Regions from separate parts of the Athene noctua genome. Here region 1 is linked to region 2. The links are chromatin contacts, called in public Hi-C maps. All regions are on one chromosome and are shown on one strand. The core of a region is the stretch at or near the end of the contact, and the rest is flanking DNA. Distances in the headings are between cores, read along the strand shown. Region 1 holds the start of UBE2T (ubiquitin conjugating enzyme E2 T). Region 2 holds the start of MYBPH (myosin binding protein H).

What was found. Hi-C and Micro-C count contacts between places; a contact is called where the count stands out from the background.
Region 1: a contact with region 2 is called in a Hi-C map of heart, with 3 times the contacts expected there. The contact joins the promoter of UBE2T here to the promoter of MYBPH in region 2. A contact is called at or near these places in 2 of 2 Hi-C or Micro-C datasets (heart and liver).

Annotation. Positions count from the first base shown.
Region 1 is chr23:3,162,174-3,168,640 of bAthNoc1.hap1.1, reverse strand. UBE2T (ubiquitin conjugating enzyme E2 T) reads right to left here and starts at 3,297. Exons shown (of 7, transcript XM_074925749.1): 1 at 3,213-3,297; 2 at 2,183-2,301; 3 at 1,784-1,853; 4 at 1,150-1,255; 5 at 573-671; 6 at 1-42. The coding sequence starts at 2,291.
Region 2 is chr23:3,019,759-3,026,497 of bAthNoc1.hap1.1, reverse strand. MYBPH (myosin binding protein H) reads left to right here and starts at 1,782. Exons shown (of 12, transcript XM_074925617.1): 1 at 1,782-1,978.

The sequences.
Region 1 (6,467 bases), core at 2,048-4,547, 140 kb before region 2:
ATTTAGCAAGAACAGCTGCTTGTTGTACTTGTACTCTGAGGACTAAATGTAACGAGTGAGACAAAGACGGACATTTGGTTTAATACAAACATCGCACCAAGAAGCTGGGATTGAGGTTTGGCTTTAGGACTCCTAGAACCAGACCAAAACCACTACAAGCACGTGGCATGAAGCATAAAATTCACTTTGCTTGCTTTAGTTTAGCTGCTTTAGCAGGCTTGAAGAGAAGACCTTAACATCTCTCTTCCACTGCTGGCATAAACCCTGTACCACACCGGCCAGCTGCTTTGGGGAAAGGCAGTCATGGCCCCAGGCCTGATCCAGATTAAGCTACACTGCTACGTAATGTGCTAGTGTGTTAATCCAGAGCACGTGAATCCCAGAATCATCTCAGTTGGAAAAGACCTTGAGGATCATCCAGTCCAACCATGAACCTCACCCTGACTGTTCTCAGCTGCACCAGATCCCTCAGCGCTAGGTCAGCCTGAAGTGGAAGCACAGGCTCAGCCTAGCACACCATTCCTTCCCAGTCTGTGCCCACGGCCACGAGAGAGGAAGAGGAGCTCACGTACTATGTCTGCCATGAGAGGGTCATCAGGGTTGGGCTCAGCCATCAGCAGCTGGATGGAGGTCAGCAGCGTGGAGATGTTCAGGGAAGGTCTCCACGCGCCCTTCAGGGAAACAGGGCGAGAGAAGCCGTGAAGCACAAAGAAACCTGCCTAGAGAAACCTCAGGACTCCCAGCATTTAAACCCAACCTGCCCACCAGCTGCCTCAGGACTTACAGCACTTAAACCCCCCCAAGAACACCAGATCTGTTCTCCCCCCACAGGCTGCGGCCTCCCGAGGGGCCCTGACTGACACCACAGGCTGTATCCTGCTCATCTCAGTCCCGGGGCAGCCTGATTCCAGAGGCCACCTAATGCCTTTCGACTCCAGTCCTTAAAACCTTGGAAACTTGTATGGAACAAAGCAGGTCATGTTCTAGTCTCTAAACAAAGGAGATGCCGCTCAAAAACTTTACTCCAGTGCTCCCATGTAAATAAGTCAGTAGCAATGAGACATTCAATAAGGCTTTTACAAGAAAAAGATAAGGAGTTCATTAATCCCTTCGGGCTCGCTTACCCGTGCCCAAGTAGCACTATCTTACCTTCGGTGGTAATTTAAGAACATCCAGGCAAATCCTTCCAGCAGAGTCAATGTTGGGATGATAGATGGGGGTCAGAAAGCGAATCTTCGGGGGCTCAAATGGGTACCTGTAAGGGATAAGCGTTAAGAAACAAAAAAATTATATTTATATTTGTACGCCAGTTGCTTCATCATTCAAGCAATGCCATCATTTCCTCCTTCTGACCATTTAGTGACAGCCTTCCCCACAAATTTTTTGAGGGGGAAATGCTCTGCCTTTGATGCTTTCTGCTGTGTCTGACTAGCACTTTCCTCAGCAGCTTTCCACAAAGAGCAAACGTGATAGTGAGCTTCCTACTCACGAACAACCTCCTTTCCAAAAAGCTTTGAGGCAACACAATAAAGCAGAGATCTTGTCTTCATGCTTTTAGGCTGTTAATCACACATCTTAGGATGCCCAATGTAAAATAAGTATCATCCAAGGGAAATAGCAATGACACTCCATAAATGAAGAGTCTCACCTAATCCACCACATTCTTTGCTGGGAGGCTAAAGACCAAAATAGCAGCGCTTATATCAAACATGTCACATCAATTAAGTTATATTTGAAGGAAGCACTACACCAGCTACTTATCCAGATGTTGTTGCCCACTTACCTTTCAGGAACAACTATTTCCAGGTTGAATATTCCCTTCTCATATGGTGTGTCTGCACCTCCTAAAATCTCTTTAAAAACAAGATTAAAAGCGCTACATTCAAAAGCACTTGAATTTGCCCAACAGTCTCCAAATACCTCCCACAGTTACAGAACTCTAACACTGCTCAGATCCAGGAATGGAAAAATGTCACCTGAGACCAGCTGCACCCCACAGCAAACAAAACCGTGGGCCAACCGACCAAGCCATAGGCCAAGCTACGTTTAAAGAAAAACAAGAAAAAAACCCCAAGCGTTTTCCTAAAATTCCACGCAACTCAGAAAGTACACATCACCCAGCGAATCCAGGCCTAGCAGCAAACTCTCACCTATAGGAAAGTCCCACCAGAGAAGTACATACGTGCTCGTAGGTCATCGAGCTGGTTTCCAGTTTGCCAGCAGGTGATGCCTGGGGGTGGCTCCGTAGTCAAGAGGGAGAGCTCCCTCTTCAGTCGTGAGGCTCTTTGCATCGTGCTGAAACTAAGAGACTGGATTTTATTGCGGGCAAAAATAGCTTTTCAAAAATAGCACTTAATACTGAGACTTTTTCTCAGCTAAGCAGAATTAACCTGGGTTTCAAGTTGCCACCCTGATGCACCAACAGGGGTCTCCGGAACCTGTTCCTGGAGCTGCTCTCGCATCCAGCTGGAGGGGGAGAACCAAATCCTCACCCTTTATAACCAGTCCTACTCCTCAGCTGAGCCTAATAAAGCCTCCCAGTCCACTGGGACTGGGCTCCACAGCCCTAACGGGACCATAACACCTGCCCTGGGACGACCCTTGTCCCTTCAGGGTGAGCTGCTGACCCGTCACAGGCAGGGCGCCCACTGGCCTGCTGCGGCCACCTGCCCCCAGAGGTGCCTGAGACTGGGATACCCACCAGTGCCCCCTTCCTCCACCCCCCCCAGCAGACAGGGACCCCAAAGGCACCCCTCTCCCTTCCCCAAAGCTGCCTAGTGGGACTCTCCCTACTGCAGGAATACCCCTGGCACCCCCAAGGCAGGGGCCTCCCCCCCAGCGCTCCACCCTCATGGACACGGAACCCTGAGCTGACAGCCCCACCTCCCACGGACGGGGACACCCCCGCCGCACCCCAGGGGGGCAGCGGGCACCCGGCTCACACAACCCACCCCTACGGAGGGGAAACCCCTCCATAGCTTAACGACCCCCCCAAGGCCTTACCCCCCCTCCCCCCGGCACAATTAACCCCGCACAGGCCCTGCCACACCACCCCCGCCAGGAACAACCCAGCCCCGCCTCAGCCCAGCGGCTCCCCCCACCCCGGCTCCCCCCACGGAGGAATTCCACCCCCATCCCCAGACAGGACCCGCCGCCCCCCACTGCCCCCTCACACGGACAAAGGCTGCGCGCCGCCCCCCGCCGGGGCCTACCTGCCCCCGCACAGGGACGGGAACAGCCTCCCCGTCACCTCGCTGCTCCCCGCGGCCTAACGCCCCCCGGGCAGCCGCTCCCCGGTTTAACGGCCCCCCCGCCCCGCCCCTCACGCACCGGCGGCGGCGCGGCGCGGGCAGCGCGAGGGGAGGCGGGACTTCCGCCCCCCCGGCGCCTAGCAACGAGGGGGACGCCTCGCGGACAGCCCCGCCCTCCGGCCCGCCACGCCGGCGCTGATTGGGCAACGCCCAGCCCCGGCCTCCTCGGCGGCGGTTTGAATTCGAAGCGGAGGGGCGCTGCCATTGGGGGAGCCCTGTGGGCGGGAGAGCAAGCCCCGCCCCCTGAACAAAACCGAGCTGTGTGGGCGTGGCCTGCACTGTCGGGGCCGAGCCGCCGGCTCTGGGGGGGCGGGATGGGGCGGGATGGGGCGGGGCTGGGGGCGGGCTGGGGCGGGCTGGGGCGGGGATGGGGCGGGGATGGGGCGGGATGGGGCGGGGCTGGGGGCGGGCTGGGGCGGGGCTGGGGCGGGGCTGGGGCGGGGCTGGGGGCGGGATGGGGCGGGGCTGAGGCCACCCCGCCTCCCCCGGCCCCAAACCGCCTTAAACCTCCGCGGGCAGGGCCCGGGGATGTCCCGTGTCCCCCCGCCGAACGGCCCGGCCCCCCCCGGCCGCTGCTGTGTAACGAGGCACCGCGGGGCGAGGGGCCGGGCTGCGGGCGAGGGGCCGCGGGGAGGGGGTAGAGGCGGGGTTGGCCCGGGGGCCGCCGCCTCCGCTCCCGTCCTCGGCCCTTCCCCGCTCGGGTGAGCGTCCGCCGGCACGGACAGGGGTCCCCGGGCCCCTGAGCTGCTGCGGGAGCCGCGGGCAGAGGGGAAAGAGCCGGCCAAGGCCCTGTACAGGGGTGGTGTGACTTAAAATGCCATTTCCCTCTCTTATCAATGGCATTGTACAGCACTTACCCGCCGCCGAAGCTCTTAGAAGAGAAATAACACACAGGTGGGTGACGGATCAACAGCAGCCTCAGGTCTGGCTCTGTGTGGAGACTGGGAATATGTAACCGAATCAATACAAAAAAATGGGGATTCTTCTTAAATCCCAGTTCAGGAATTGTCCTCAAGCCTGTCAAATCAGAATACCGTTAAACAACTTCACAGTGACAATTATTCCACTTCAAAAGCCCAACTCACACTTTCAGAGGCTGCTTTTCCCAGCTGGCTGACATACGTATTTAAAGGTTTTACTATTGCTTCCTCAGTGGACTGGCTCATAGCCAAAGAGAACATCTGTGGTTTGACAACTGGACAGTTGAGAGTGCTCGCTGAGGAAATTAAACTGTTAAAAGTTTTCCTTCGCAGCTCCTGGGCCTCAGTCCGTGCATGGCCCATCTGCCTCTGCTCGGACGAGAGGGCAGTGAGCTGCCTGCGATCCTCCTCCTCTCAGGAATTACAGAAACCTCCAGTCAGTCAAACCACCTTTGATACAGAATCCACCTTGATGTGCAAATTTATGGCATTTAGAAGGGATTAAACCTGGGCAACTAATTTCCCAGTGTGTGGAACAGCAGCAGCACAGCTGGATTCGGCTGGCGATGCTCTGACGTCCGCTGCATCCCCCCAGCAGGTCTCTGCTTGCAGAGAGAAATGCTGTTCAGCGGGAGAGCCGTGGGCAGTGACTGTGTGGTGTCCTCTTTTCAGGGTGACACATTGTAAAGACCCTGGAGTGTCAGCCAGGTAACCCTCAAGTTGTCTGATTTGGGGGTTTCCCTGCTTTCTGTCAGGGTGTAACCTCTCCAAGAGTGTGGATCGGATGTATCAGCTGTGAGGTCAGGAGCATCAGCGATAGTGTGGCCAGCAGGGACAGAGAAGGGATCTGAGCCCTGTGCTGGGCACTGGTGAGGCCGCCCCTCGATGAGTGGGTTCAGTTTTGGGTCCCTCACCCCAAAAAGGCCATTGAATGACTCGAGCGTGGCCAGAGAAGGGCAACGGAGCTGGGGCAGGGTCTGGAGCACAGGTCTGCTGGGGAGCGGCTGGGGGAACTGGGGAGGTTCAGTCTGGAGAAGAGGAGGCTGAGGGGAGACCTCCTGGCCCTCTGCAACTCCCTGCCAGGAGGGGGCAGAGAGGGGGGATGAGTCTCTGGAGCCAAGGAGCCAGCGCCAGGCCCCGAGGGAATGGCCTCAAGCTGCCCAGGGCAGGGTCAGGCTGGCTCTGAGGAAGGATTTCTGTGCAGAAGGGGCTGTTGGGCGTTGGAATGGGCTGCCCAGGGCAGGGGGGGAGTCCCCGGGATCCCTGGAGGGGTTGAAGAGTCGGGCTGAGCCAGCGCTGAGGGATCTGGGGGAGTTGGGAACGGTCAGGGGGAGGGTCATGGTGGCACTGGAGGAGCTTCAAGGGCTTTTCCAGACCGGAGGATTCTGGGATTCTCTTTATTTTCTGCCTGCACTGGATGATTTTTGATGAACAGATGTAATCCAGACATGGCAGGGAGTCTGCCCGGCCTTGCTGGGCGAATGGCCTTAAGTCACCAGTTCATGGAGATTTAGAAGAGTAACAGTGGATAAATCCTAACACAAAATTGACCGACAGACAGCACCTGCTCTGCCCTCCCCATCACCCCAGGGGATCTCCCCCTTCCTCCTGACGGGGCAGGAGTGTCCGAGGGTGCAGCCCCTTGGTGCTGAGCCACCTCCTTCTCTCCGACACCACTCACAGTGCTGCCAGGCCCGCATCAGCACTCCCCCCGACGTTTCTTGTCACCCAGATGTCAGTCCCAGATCTCCACCCGGTCCTGACACCTCTTTGGCTCTTGACTTGCTCCCTTCCCAGCATGCCCCAGCCCCTTTTCTGGAGTCCTGCTCTCCACCAGCTCTGATTTCCCCAGTCCCCTGTTCTAGGATCCCCAGAGCTGCTCCTAACCTCGGCCCCGCAGCCCACCCAGGCTCCTTCTAGCCCTGGCCATGTGCCCCCTGCCCTTTGCCCAGTCCCTCCCCGTCCCTGCCCTGGTGTGGCCCCACTGTCCCTGCAGAAGATGCCACCACTGGAAGGGATGGGAATGTCCCTTCCGGACCCCACTGGGCCCCCTCACCCCAGGGCACCCTGGGCTTGGGGTCATCCCATGGGCTGTTTGGGGCTGGGAGGCTCCAGGTTTGGGGTGGCCCCATGGGCTGTGTGGGACCCCAACTTTGGTGTTGCCCCATAGGCTGTATGGGGCACTGGGCTCAGGGGGGCCCCATAGGCTATGTGGGGGTGCAGGGTCCTGGGTGTG
Region 2 (6,739 bases), core at 533-3,032:
AGAAGCTGGATACGGGGGTCCCGGGGGCACCGGGCGCTGGGGAGCTGAGCACCCTGCACACGGGGCTGGGCATCCCGGTGGGGATCCGGGCACAGCCCGCGTAGGGGCACAGGGCACGGCTGGGCACAGGAATCGGGGCAGGGACCCCGGGGACAAGGGGTGGCTTTGCCCCAACCTCCAGCACCCTGCTCTGGCCTCCCTGCCTCCCCCAAACCCTTTTCTCCCCAGGAACCTGCTTGTCCCAGGGACGGAGCCCACAGTGGGGCCGGGGGGTGATGCTGAAGCGTCCCCTCCAGGGCACGAAGGTTTTGGGTTTTCCCACTCGCGATGGGGAGTCAGCTGAGCCGCCCTGACAATGCCACCGTGCCATCGGTCGTGAGCTTGTCCTGGCTCCTCTTGGAAGCACCAGCCAGGTTGTGCTTTCCCCTAGCTGGCGTTTCTCCATCGGGCAGAGGTTTATCCCCGTCTCTGACTGACTCAGAGGCACCTCAGCGGGTCTTGAGGCCCGCTGCCATCCAGCTTCGTTACAGCAAGGCAGAGCAGTTCGTCAGCGCATGCAGCTGGGACACTGCTCGGCTTTGCTGGGTGGTTTTACCTCTCCAGACCCACCAGCAAGGAAGGTCTCTTTAAAACCAGTGGTATGTTTTTAAAAAAAAAAATCCCCTTTTCCCATCCTTAAGCTGTCCACCCCCAGTGTTTCCTGTGCCATTTTACAGCGGTGCAGCAGTTAAACACACAGAAGGGGCTTTGGACACGGCTATGGATTATGAGGACTTCAGGTGTGACAAGCTGTGCACAGTTCTCAGCCCTAATGCCAGAGCATGGCTGTTTGCAGATGTAGACCAGATTTCCTACACCAAATATCCTCCTTCCATATTTTGCAACACCTCCCATCCCCTTCCCTTCCCTGAATGCGAGCTGGAGCTTGAGGGTGGGTTTTGCAGCCAGGAGAAATGGCCTTTGCCAGCTTGCAGAGGTGGTGGATGCTTTTGAAACACATCCCTGATGAGGTGTGTGCCTCTGACCCGGCTGGGATGCTGCTGACTCGTTGGGGTTATCAGGGAATTGCTGGTCCTGGGGGTTGTTTCTGGCTGATCTTGAGTGGGTGGAACTTCTGTTTCCTGGAGGAGAGGGCAGAGTGTTTGTTTGCACACAGGGCTTGTTCCCAGGAGAAATTTCCTCTTGGCACAAAAGGAAAATGTTAGGGGTTTTCCCCCTTGATTTTGGAGGAAAATCCCGGCTTTCCTGGAAACTGGAGCAACTTGGGAAAACAGCTTCTGCCTTCAGCCAAAAGAAATCCCCAAATTCTTTTTTTTTTTTTTTTTTTTTTTTTTTTTCCCATATACACAAATCTTTCCTGCTTTCTCCCTTTAAGGCAAGACTCTGGCTATGATCCTGCCTCGATAACGCCTTGCCTCCGCTCAGATGGCTTCTGTGCGGGGAAGAAAAGAGCCATGTTCGCAGCCACAAAACCTCCCCGCTCCCAAGGAAACACTGTCCCTTTGTGCCTGTCACACAATCCAGCAAACCTTGCGCTGCTGAAAGAGGTTGAACTTTTGAATATTCCTACTGAAAGCTCCTTTCTGCGGGAAGCCAGCCGCCCACCGGGACAACAAACGGGCACATTGTGGGATCCTCGGGGCTGCTGGCCACCGCGGATGCAACACTTGCCATCGCTCTGCTCTGTCGCCATTGCCAAAGTCGTTTCGCTTCCCTGAGCAAATCCTGGGGAGTTTTGTTTGTTTTTTTCCCCTCCTTGCAGCCCCAGTGCTGATGAATACACGCTGGAATTTGGCTTTCTGCAGGCGTGGTGTGTTCAGACTGCAAATATCCCGCGTCCGGGGACATCATTGTCAGCTCCCTGTGGGGCTGCATCGCACTGGGTGTCTTCACCGCTGGGACCCTGCTTGCACCGCAGCTCCTCAGCCTCCTCCTCCTCTCGAGGAAGGCTCAGCTTGCTGCCCCTTGCCTCATCCAGGTGCCTCCCCTTGCTGGGTTTCGGGAGGGCGTTGGGGTGCTGGAGGAGCTCGAGTGTGCGGCGTGGGAACAGTTTTTATTTTGCCCATCACAGCCAGGCTGGGGTTGGGAGTTGGCGATGGGGGCTCTGGTTTGCTCGCAGTGTCCCTGGCAGGGGGGTCCCCGAGAGCAGCCCAAGGCTGCTGGTGGTGGTGGGTGCTGCCCCTGCCAGGGCTGGGGACCCCAAGACCCTTGTTTCCAGCCTTTCCCATGGGAGGGAGTTTCTCCCACTGGATGGCAGCATCAGAGCAAAGAAACATCTCTGGGAGACCTTGTGAGAGAGGAGACCTTCCTCCCGAGAGACTTTTCTCTGTGGTTATCACTCTCTGGGGCGGTTTGTGCTTGGGCTGAGGATGTGCAGGTTCAGCTCACTTGTGCTTGCACTATTCCTGCCACTGATGTTTTGCTTGATGCCCTGTTTGGTGTTTGGTGATCACCCCCAGCTCCCCAAAACAGGGTGCCATGTAGCACCCTCTGACTGCTCCTCTTCCCCCTGATGCTTGTGGGTGCAGGGGGACCTGACAGGACAGGGGGACTGAAAGCCAGCTGGGACACTCTAGCCCACAACCACGAGCAAAGCAGTCCCAAACTGAGCAAGGAGAAGAGATGTCAGCACTCACAGGGCATCAAAATCATGGCTTCTAAGCAGGGTGCATCCATTATCCCCTCAAGCCCTCCCTGCTCCCATTGCTGGCGTGCAGAGACCCCAAATCCAAGTCACAGACCCCAAAGGTTGCACATTTTTGCATGAAAAAAACTCTAGGGACCATTTCTTGCATGGTGGTTGCAGAGGGGACTACAGAACTCCTAGGGATCCTAGAACAAAGCTAATCTGGTCACTTTTCCTTCCACCTAATGGTTTTCATCCCAAGCTTTTCAACCCACCTTTAGGATTTTTTGGTGGTGGTGTTTGGCAGACGGGCTTGGGCAGTGCTGGGTGGGCAGGCAGGATTGGTGCTGGGTTGCAGACCCCTTGCACATATTGTGCAGGGAAACTGCTCCTTTCCAAGGCTGTTTAATGGTCAGGAGGTGCAAAGATGTCTCGGTTTACAGGCTCCCGGCCGGGCTGGCATCGCTGTTTGCAAGCTGTCATCCATAGATGGAAAGGGTCGAGCGCAGAGCCCAGCCTCAGGTGTAGCACAGGATCTTCCCCAGTGCTTCCCGTACTGAGCCAGTGACTTGTCCTGGGTTAAAATACCAGCTCAGGGCCATTTTGGCCTTGGGAGTGTTTCAGGGGTTAATCTCCTGCAGCGTGCAAAGCCTATGGCTGATTTTCAATCAGGATGCACCTGGTTTTGGCTCCCAGGTACTTGCTGCCCCTTTTCCTGCTCAATTCAAAGGGCTTCTCCCTCCTCTTTGTCCCACAGGCAGGGCAGAATTAGCCCTCAGCTGGGCTTGGAAAACTTGTGGCATGTTTGGACGCAGGTTGGTGGTACCTGGGTGCAACCTCCTGGGTGGCTTTTGCAAAGTCCTGGGCATCCCCACCCTGAAGCAATGTGGTTCAGTGAACTGCCAGTGCCAGGGGTGCTGGGGCCACTGGAGACTCGGGGCTGGGGTGATGGTGCTGGGGGTCATGATGGCTTGTCCTAGGGAGCACAGGATGATGCTGGAGAGTGCTGAGGCAGCTGGTGGGGAGCTGGCTTTGCTACTTGATTAAAAAAAGGAGGAAAATGGGGATTTTCCAAGACGGGCTGAGCAGGCTGGGAAGGAGACAGCAAAGAAATCAGAGGGTCGGTCCTGCTCCTTGGGAGCATGGCGTGGGCACCCATGTGAGTGTGGGGGTCCCACAGCCCCACAGCCAGTGCTGACCCCAGACCTTGCTCTATCTTCTCCAAAGAACAAGAGGCACTTGCAGCTCAGAACAAACCCCAGGGGCTGGGGGGTACTGGGGTGGCAAGAGTCCCCCAGTTACACTGTCAGGGCTGCAAACCACGACCCCAAACTGAGCATGAACCCAAGGAGCTCTGTAAGATTTGCTAATCTCGAAATATTTTTGGCATTCAGAACCGTGATTTACTGCATGTTTTGCCACAGCAAGTACTTTCCGAAAGGCCATGCTAAGTTTACACCAGAGCTGACAGGATCAGATAACCCGTTGCTGGCTGCTCCCTCCATCCTCCCCCCGTCCCTCCTGGTTGCCATGCTGGGGTACAGAAGGACAGCAGCTTCTCCTGTGCCCCAGGGAAGAGGTGACCATGGTCATGATCAGCAGAAAAAAGGGACCAAGGGCATTTTTCCTCATCTAGGTGGTGGGGTGGGATGTGGGTTGTGGCCTGGCTTGCAGGAAGATGTGAACTTGTGGAGAGCCTTGACACTTTGCTTTGCAAGTCACATTGCCAGGGACAGAAAATAACCATCCGTGGTGCCCAGCCTGGCTGTGTCCACCTCCCCAAGGGCTTTGCAGGTTGTAAAATTAAATCAGCTTCTCAGCTTCAGTGGCACCCAGGGCTGGGAAAGAGCTTTGCATGTCACTTTGCGTTCCTGCAGTGTTTTAGAACCCCATGGGATCCCCGAGGGCTTTACAGGTGCCGGGCAGGAATGACGCCTCTCGTCACTGTCACCCAGTAGGATCCCAGGGCATTTCCAGCCTGTGGGAAGTTTGGACTCTCTCCGCATGTTGGCTGCGTTGTGGAGCAGGCGGTGGGACCCTCCATCCAGCTTTCTGTTTGCCGGGGAATTCCTCTTCCTTCCCAAGGGCCAGCACTTGGGAGGCATAAGACCCTCCCATCTCTCTCCCTTGTCCCCAGATCCCTTGGGATCTCTGCCACTTCCTAACCCCCAGGAGATGGGAATGAGTCCATCACATGGCGTTCATGACAAAAGCCACCACCAGCCTCAGCCCTGACCCTGACTGGCCCTTGGTCATGGCAGGCTGGCGGCCTTCCCCTGCAAAAATACGAGTGTCCTTCCTGCGTTGACGTGGACATGGGCAAGGAGGAGGAGGATGGAGCATCCTCTTCCATGGCTGTTCCCTTGCAGGTTATTGGGTCAACAGATCAAAACCCATTTGCTCTCTGAGAGATGGCCCAGCTGTTCTGGAGGTGTTTTGGGGTGACGTTTCTTCCAGGGAAAGCACAGGGCTGTCCCACCACCCTGCATGGGGACAGCAGCCATGGGGCAGGGCAGGGACAAGCACCTGGGTGCCCCAACCATGGCAACAGGCACCCTGCGGCAGGTCGAGCCCGTGCATCCAAAGCAGGGCTGAGTCAAATCTGGCTGTGGGGACACTAAGGACCAGGCATAAAGGTAACAGCATCTTCCCAAAGCCTGGCGCAATCTCTGGAGGCTTTCGGATGGGCCCAGGGTGAGGACAGCCGGATTAAATGTCCCCATGATGCTCCCTGGTGGCAGCAGGGAAGGGTGCAGCTGGGCCACGGTTTGACAACCCCAAACTGGTTTGTCTTCCCAGTTTAGTGGGGCCTAGAGGGAGTCAGTGAGATTTGGGGATGGTCCAACCCCTCTCATAGCCCCTCCAGTCCTGCAAACTCTCCAGGGAGCGAGGCACAGCAGGGAGGCTCCAAACAAAGGCGCCTGGGTTAGAGAGGGACGTGGGGTGGGTCTGGGATGTGCTGCCCCGTTCAGGGAGCAAATCTCATTTGCTTCAGAGCATCCTGGGAAGTCAGAGCCCTCTGTAAGCACCTCGGACATGACAGGGTACAGGCAGCCCTTGGGGTACCAGCCACCACCACGCTGGCCTTGGGGACCTCCTTGGGATACCAGCTGCCCCATCTGAAATGCAGCTGGTCCCAGTGCCACCAGGGCTGGGACAGGACATCACGCTGGTCCCCATCTGCTGAGATGCTTTCAGCCAGACAAGCTGTGGGCTGCTCTGGCTGTGGTGTCCTGCAGGGATGCTGCATGAGGTGGGGAGGAGGTTGGAGGGTGCAGATGGGAGCAGGGGATGGGGGGAGCAGAGGGAAAGGAGGTAGGAGGGGTGCAAGGGTTTAAGGCAAAGCGGGTGTGAGAAAATTAGGGAGGAGCTGGGAGGGGAAGTGGAGACACCAGTCCCCGGTGCTGATCCTGCAGGAGGGACTGGAGGCCGGAGAGGAGCAGTGAAGGTGGCCTTAGTCCTTGATCCAGGTAAGAGGACCCAAGGGGATGCTGATAGTCAAGTGAGACCAGAAGCATGTGCTTGGGGTGTAACCAGCCAATGGCACGGTGCACCCTGGCAGGGGTTGCGGTGCCTTTAAGTCTTTACATCAGGGCCAGACACCTTCCTGGGCACCAGTGGTTACTGGGACAACTGGGACAGTGGGTGCTGCCTGGGGCTGTGGGCATGGTGGTGAGCAAGGTGGGGCCCTGGGTAATAGTATTTGCCCCTGTGTAATGAAGAGCAAACACCTGAGCTCTCTACTGATACTAAAAGGTAAATAAATTTGCCCTCGGTGTTGGTGGAGCCCAGGGCTGAGCTACTTCCCTCCCCTTCTCTTGCAGAGCCTCCCAGCTCCCTGCTTGCTGGCCCAAGGCTTGCCACAGCTTGGTGACAGAAGCAGTCAGGTGTGCAGCTGCATCCCCTGGGTGCAACCCTCATGTGTAAATGTCCTGAATAAAATAGCAAAGGTGGCTTGCAACATTTTTGGTCTTTCTGAGCTTTTCTGGGCTCAGAATGCAGAAGGGAAAACTCAAGCTGCTGTTTGCAGCCTTTCCCTGCCCCAGAGTGGGACCAGGCAGGGCAGGTGATGACAGAGCCTTATTGGCATCCCCAGCTGCTGTCCCCAACCCT